2 separate regions of the Mus musculus genome follow, and region 1 is linked to region 2. Evidence: chromatin contacts called from public promoter capture Hi-C data. All regions are on one chromosome and are shown on one strand. Each heading gives the region's core, a stretch centred on a gene start, on an enhancer-like site or on the middle of the called end of the contact. The rest is flanking DNA. Distances are from core to core; before and after follow the strand shown. Region 1 holds the start of Kctd21 (potassium channel tetramerisation domain containing 21). Region 2 holds the start of Tenm4 (teneurin transmembrane protein 4).

Evidence for each region. Promoter capture Hi-C pulls out the DNA fragments that hold promoters and counts their contacts.
Region 1: a promoter capture Hi-C map of 3T3-L1-derived adipocytes shows a contact between it and region 2, with 2.9 times the contacts expected there. The contact joins the promoter of Kctd21 here to the promoter of Tenm4 in region 2. A contact is called at or near these places in 5 of 39 promoter capture datasets (the 3T3-L1 cell line, 3T3-L1-derived adipocytes, embryonic stem cells and 2 more).

The regions. Positions count from the first base shown.
Region 1 is chr7:97,330,168-97,333,648 of GRCm38.p6, forward strand. It overlaps Kctd21 (potassium channel tetramerisation domain containing 21), which reads left to right and starts at 2,156. Exons shown (of 2, transcript NM_001039039.3): 1 at 2,156-2,204. It overlaps Usp35 (ubiquitin specific peptidase 35), which reads right to left and starts at 1,942. Exons shown (of 11, transcript NM_001177412.2): 1 at 1,670-1,942.
Region 2 is chr7:96,169,177-96,172,926 of GRCm38.p6, forward strand. Tenm4 (teneurin transmembrane protein 4) reads left to right here and starts at 2,068. Exons shown (of 33, transcript NM_001310762.1): 1 at 2,068-2,317.

The DNA.
Region 1 (3,481 bases), core at 906-3,405, 1.2 Mb after region 2:
CATCAGATTAACCTCATTTCTGAAAAGTTCCCTCTTGCCTGGCTACTCAGACCCTCAAGGCCACTAGGCCCCTCAGTCAAAGCCCATACTCGAAAGCCTGCCACTTGGGCTGTCTATGTGACACCACACTGATATTAGGCATAGATGGAAATTGGAGAAAGGCTGTTTTGTTTTGTTTTGTTTTGTTTCTGTCCTCTCTATGGGAAAGGGCTTGCCTCTTCTTTCCTGGCTAATTCTGACTCATCCTGCAATGCCCAGTTCACAAGCCATTCCCTGTCCCTCCACAGAGCGAGTCTCTAAGCTCCGGTTCCCAGGCCGCCTTGGCTCCTTCATCCTCTGCAGTCTAACTTGCTCCAGCACGCTCTCTCTCCTACCTGGCTAGGGTCTGACTCTGGAGGAAGTAGATCCAATCCTGTTCTGTACACAGCGCCCAGGATGATAGTGTGCCCAGGGGCAGAGGTGGCCATGTATCTAGGTGTGCCTAGATATTGATGAGAGACATTTGGTAACAAAACGAGATAAAAATCAAAGATGTGACCAGAAAAGTAGTATCCAGAGACAGAGTTACCTTGAGGCCAGTCCCTGTCCCTCCTCAGCCTGGGCCTGGACTCTAATATCCATGACCCTTGAACATCTGCGAGATACCTCACAGAGGCCAAAGAAGACTCAGCCATTCCAGAAATGGCCCATACAAACAAGGCAGAAAAAACAATAAGAAACCCCAGCTCCTGGTTAGCCCCTGGATCTGCTGTTCCCAGATCTCCTCAAAGGGGAGGAGGGAGGGTCTGCAGGTCCCTGCCCTGCGTTGGGGAGGAGGGGGTTCATCTGCTGTCCTCTCAGCCCCTCACATTCATGCCCCCACACCCTGACTCCTATGGACGCCAGGGTTCACTCGGGTCTCTTGGCAGCAGAATGTGTTTTAACTCAGTGTCTTACCAAGGCAACCCTAGCATGGCACCCTTCCCCCTAGGAGGCCTCGACCAGCCCCAGGCTGGGTCCTGGAAAGACAGGAGTGAGGGCTTTGCTAGTGACAGGCAAGAACAACCCTGTTACTGAAGAGGAATTAGAGAGATGGAAGAGAAGATGAAGAGAAGTCCCCTCTGGGACTGTCCACACTCGCCCCTGATTACAGAGCCACCACTCACTAACCTCTGCTAACCCAGCCCCCACTCCCAGCCCAGACTTTCTCTGAGGGAGGACAGGCGCTTAAGCTTCAGTTCTGCAATCTGCAAGCGATGTCAAGGCCCCCGGACTCCAGGACAAAGATGATCAGACTGCCTCTGGATCCTCAGTGTCTACTCCAGTTGGGCCCCCTCTCTTCCTTCCTTACGCCTGTTTAGCCCAGACTGGGGGTTCTCCGCAAAAAGATTGCCAGGCGTCATGGTTCTAGTTGTGGCTGCTCTCAGGACTGAGAGGTACAGAAGCTGGAACTACTCAGTTGATGAAGGAGATGGTTAAGGCTCAGAGAGGGGCAGTTAGAAGGCCAAGGTCACACAGCAAAGGCCCAGAAGCACCTAGATCCCCCACCTTCCAATCTCGTGCTCTCAGAGTCCTAAAGATAAGTAAGGAGCACTCGAAATGTCAAGAGTGCAGACACTGCCCCCGCCCCCCGACATGAGCACTCAAACACCCAAAGCCCCCTTAACTCCTAGACTTCAGAGGGCCTTACCTTAGAACCCACTCCTGGGCGGGGCGCATGGGCCGGACTAGACTAGGCTGGGCCAGTCGAGGTCAGGGCGGGTCCTCCGCTCCCCTACCGAGGGGTCCCAGACCGCAGGGATGCTGCTGCTACTTTGTGATGTCCAACTCCACCCACCCCGCTCCGCACAACCCTAGATGGACCTGGGCAGTGCAACTGCGCGGTCTCAGAGCTGCGGGACGGAACTGGGAGAGGGGTGAGGTGCGGGGAAACGGGGCGGAGCCACAGCGGGGGTTACCCTGCGAGCTCCCAGTCGGGCCGCGTCCCCTTTAAGGCCAGCTGGTCCCAGTGCCGGCGGGGCGGGCCAGTAGGGGGCTGGCTCTCCGCGTAGCCTCCTGGGAGGTGGAGTCCGGGCCCGGCACGCGGCACAGGAAGGAACGCAGAGGGGACTACAAGTCCCGGCGGCCAGCGCGCGGCCCGGGACGACCCGCCCCTGCCCCAGCCCGGCCCACCCCCTAGCGAAGCTGCGCTGGCTGGAGGGGAGGCTGCCGAGCGAGGGCAGGAGGTGGGTGCGGTGCGCAGGGGTTTCGGGGAGGGCTCTGGACCCAGCGGACGCATACATGTCTTTCCGGGCACCTGTCCTGCCGTGAAAGGTCATCTGTCGCAGCCTCGCTGTTCTCATCTGTGAAATGGGGTAGCCCCGCCCGTGGCCGCGGGGGAGGGGCGCGTTTCGGGGTGAGGGGGTAGACCGAACCACCTGAGGGGCGGGGCTGGAGAAAGGGATGCGCTGTGGGAGGAGCCTTTGGTGGGTTAGGAAGAGGAGCCGAGTCTCTAGGTGAGAAGGGGACCTCTTGTTTGATCAGAAGGGACCGGTTCCAGAGCTGAGGAGTGGGTGCTGGGTTAGGTGGGCGAGCGCGAGGCGGACCACAGGGATGACAGGGACCCCTCCCAGCTCTAGTGAACCCAGGGCGTGTGGATGTACACAGCACCATTCTTTCCATGTGACTAGAAATAAAGAGCCCATCCCTGGAGCTCAGTGCGTCACACACATACTCATTCTACTCACATCCCGCCAAGGCCTCACCGTGATAACTGTTTCCAGTTGAGCAACACACCTGATAAGTGACTTGCCCCCAAAAGCCTTCAAAGACCCTGCCTTTCTCTGCCCACAGGGGAAACAGAGGTTTGGTCTGGGGTGACAGGAAAGAAGCAAGCATTGTGATGCCCCACCCATCCAAAGTTGTGCTCCAGGACCTGTGCCCTAGCACTTTCAATGCCCAGCTACAAGGCAACCCAATGCCCCACCCATCCAAAGTTGTGCTCCAGGACCTGTGCCCTAGCACTTTCAATGCCCAGCTACAAGGCAATCCAATGCCCCACCCATCCAAAGTTGTGCTCCAGGACCTGTGCCCTAGCACTTTCAATGCCCAGCTACAAGGCAACCCTTCTATGGTGTCTTCAGGCTGGAGCTATTTGAAAGCCCTTTGTTTACAGTTATCACTGTTGGGAGGAGTGGGAAGGCCACAGGAAGAGAAAGCTGAAAGGAGGTGTGGGTGCCTGAGGAAAACCACAAGATGAGCCAGGGTGGCTAGGGAAAGTTCTGCCTGCGGTTGAGGGATGGTGTTGGGACCATCTTCAACAAAGCATTTCTGTGCAAGCAAGGAAATGCCTCAGGTTGGGTGGTCTCTTCTTCCAGCCCACCCCCACCCCGCCCTGATGGGCACAAATCCCAGTGCCCCTTGTGTGAACTGAGGGGAGCAGCCTGTAGGCCTCTCAGAGATAGGACAGGGCAAGGTGGCCGTCAGCTGTTGGGTGTGAAAGGATGAAGGGGAAGTCTGCAGA
Region 2 (3,750 bases), core at 818-3,317:
CACTTGGCAGATTTTTACATCTGAAAGACTATTTGACAGTCTCCCTGGGCATTTCTCCAGCCCCCCCCCCCAGGGGCTAGAAACCTTTGGGAGACTAACTTCTGGCTCCTCTGGTCCCTGGGGGTCCCTGGGGCAACTCCCGGGGAGCAGCACCTTTGCCTCTCTCCCTACCTTTTTCAGAGAAGGAAAGGGAAATTTGCTGACAGGGGTTTAGGAAAGAAATCTGAAGAGGAAGGAGGGAGAAGACAAACATTTACAGAGCACTGCTTTTAGTCTTGCCAGACTTTTGACATCAGTGACCCCATTTAGTCTCCCCAGCCACTCAGAGGAAAGAGTGGGCAGATTTCCTCCTATTTTATTTTATTTTATTTTATTTTATATCTTTTCAATTGAGACAAGGTCTCATATTCCCCTGGCAGGACTCAAACCCATACCCAAGGACAACCTCCAACTTCAGAGTTCTACAGATCTTATGGGCATGAGCTACCACTACCCATTTCTGTGAGTCAGAGCTTTGTGTGTGCTAGATAAACACACTACCACCTGAGCCACAGCCTCAGGCCAATTCATGCCCATTCTACAGATGAGACAGATTCAGAGAGGGTGGTTAACTAGTGAAAAGCCACACTGGCTGAACTACACTAGATTCAAGGCTGATGCTCTATAAGATTAAACCCAAGTTCAACACTCTTTCCCTGGGAGACAGGGGAAGTCCCTCAGATCTCCATACAAATTTTTCTCACATCCTCTTTGATCCTGGAATCCCTCATCTTCCTCCTTGTGTTGAAGTCTAGTTCCTTGTAGCTGTGTCTACTGTCATCCACTCTCTGTTCAGGGGTTCACTCTTTTGCTATCGTTGATTTTTGAAATCATATTTTAATTGCAATTATAATTCCCTTTTCCATTTCCTCCTTCCACACCCCCTCCCCCTCATATAACTGTCCCTGCTCTGGCTCAAATTCATGGCCTCCTTTTCATTCATTGTTATTGCATATATATCCCTAATATGTTTTCAGGACTACCAACTGGTATGCTGTCATTCTTTTTTCTCAGCATATCATAGGACTTAGGATGTATCTTCAGAAGATGAAGAATTGCAGGAACTTGTGCATAAATAGATGAACATTTACATCTCAGACAACAAATCTATGAATCAGTGAATTTAAAATGATTTATGGGATGTTTGGATGGATGGATTGATGCATGGGTGAATATGGGAAATAAAAGTAAATGCTTCATACATGAAAAAAATGAATGTGTGCATGTTTGGCAAGTCTATAGATTACATGAAATGACAAATAGGTGAATAAATGAATCTTGACAAATAATAATACAATTGAACGTGTCAGTCAGTGAGTGAATAAAAATGTATGTGAATACCAAATGGGAGGATGAATATGTAAGGGAACATAAATTAATAAATAAATTAATAAATAAAGCAATTAGTGCAAGGATGAATGGTGAGTACAGAACAGACTGATAAATTCACACATGCAGGAATGAAGGAATGAATGAATGAATGAATGAATGAGGGAAGGAGCCAACAGATTGGGGGCATGGATGCCTTCCCTATTTTCCAAGGACAGTCCCACCCACAGTGCCCTGTGATGAGAAAGCCTGAGGTACTCGGACCAATGAGTTTCCAGGAATCAGCTTTAAAGTTGTAGTTTCAAATCTGGGGTTGAGTCCCACCTGCACACAAAGGATGCATCTGGCAGGAGTCTCCTACAGTCAAGACAGTGGAAACCAGGGGCATATGACCAGGAACGCTGTGCCCAGTGTCTCAGTTCCCAGTCTCAGCACTCTGCTCCATCCACGTCCTGGAGCCCAAGCAGGCACCCACAGGCAAGGAAATTAATTCTTTCCATCCAAGAACAGCCTCTTGTAATGAAGAGGCTGCTGCAATATCTTTGCAACAAGCAGCAACCCACATGTTTGATTACAACAGGTTGAGCCATTCCACGCTCCCCAGTGCCAGGGCTCAGGGAAAAAGAAACGAAAACACCAGCACAAAACATGAAGCAAGCACACACGCTCCCTGACAACCAGCATCGGGTGGGGATGGGAAGAGCCCCGAATCTGGACTCCTCCACTTGACACCGGGCCACTAAGAGACATTCTTTCTCTGTGCTTCCTTTTCTCTTCCTCAGACTCTGAACTTCAGCAGTTTTGAATGACTGACGCGTCCCTACTCACCCCTGGGACGTAATTCCTGCAGGATTGTGGCAAACTAGTATTTCAGGTTCCCTTGGCAACCCCGGTGCCCTGTCTCCTGAGAACTGTGCATCCCCAGGACCTGAGAAGACCTGACTTCTGGGTAAGAATCTATACTTTTCTGTTTCTCTGCTGTTCCCGCCCCCTGCAGCAACCTGGCTGCGTCTTGGATGGGGAGGGGCTGGCTGGGGAAAAGGATATGGTTGAAGTTAGAAACCACAAAGTGGAAGGAGGAAGACCCTATGTGTTTCAGTCCCTGGGTGAGAGGGCACGGGCACGGCATGTAGATTCCTGGAATGAAAAACTGCTTGCTTCCAGTCTTCAATCTTGTCATTGCTTGTTCTATGATGCAACTTTTGAGTAATCGCTGCCACCTAGGACTGGGTGCCCATTTAGCCTCGGGCGTTTGTCAGTCATTGAATTAATCACTCTACTTTGACACATGCAGGAAGGCGTTACTCTCCCTCATAGCTGTGGGGAGCAGGTAGGGGATCCTGAGCAGGCCCTGCAGTGGCAGAGTTGGGGGGCAGAGCTGTGTGGATGTGTGGCGACTTCCTTCACTGTGTGCAGAGTAAGCACTCTTCCCAGGCATCAGGAAGTCTATAAAGCCGGCCACCAAGCATCAAAAGGTTTTGCTTTGTTTGGGGAGGGGGTGGAAGAGGCAGAACCTTGGCCTTGATGACTAACTCTAAACAGCAGCCTCTGAGAAAGACAGTGATGTGCAAATTACTGATTTTTATTGGACACTTTGGGGAATATAGCTGTTTGTCAGGAAATGAAAGAGAATGTTTGTGCTTATAAAATTATATGGAAAATCAATGTGGTGTTAAGTATATTTCTCAGTTGTTTGAGTCAAGGACTGTTCTCTCGCCAATTCTAGCAAACTCCAAGGGGATGGCAAGGTCCCAAAGTGCAGCCATGGGACTGGATGGAAAGGTCAAACCTCTGTTTCCTACCGCCCTCCATCTTCCTGGTGTGTGTCTAGTGACAGAAAGGGACAGGGTGGTGAAGGCTGGGCTGAGTGGCCAGCACTGCATCTCAGCAGCTGCACTTAGCTGCACATGGGAGTCTTGATGCTCCAGTCTCTTCTGAGTTCTTTTGCTCCACTTTAATTTATGGATCTCTGTAATATCAAGCTTCTGTTACAGATGGGGGTGACCCCGGGGGAAGCATGTAGCAGGAAAGGAGACTAAAGTTATCCAAAACTTGAGTGAAACTGGAGTCTGCATAACTTCCAGGTTTCAGGAGCCACCTCCCATGGGTAGAAGTGTATTATGGGACACTAGTATTACCCAGTTTGACACAGGAATAAAGTGAGGGTGTAGGAATAGACAGGTCTTTTGCCCTCTTCGTAGGTACTTGACGTTGCTTTATGACTGAGAATCTTTGACTGACTGGGGATGATGCCAAAGAAACTGGACAGAGAGCTCTCAGAAGGTCAGAGTTTGAAACCTCACAAGCTACCAACAAGAGTTCTACCTGTGACTACAAGTCTTGTAGTTAGAAACCACACTAGATAAAAATATAAATATTTTC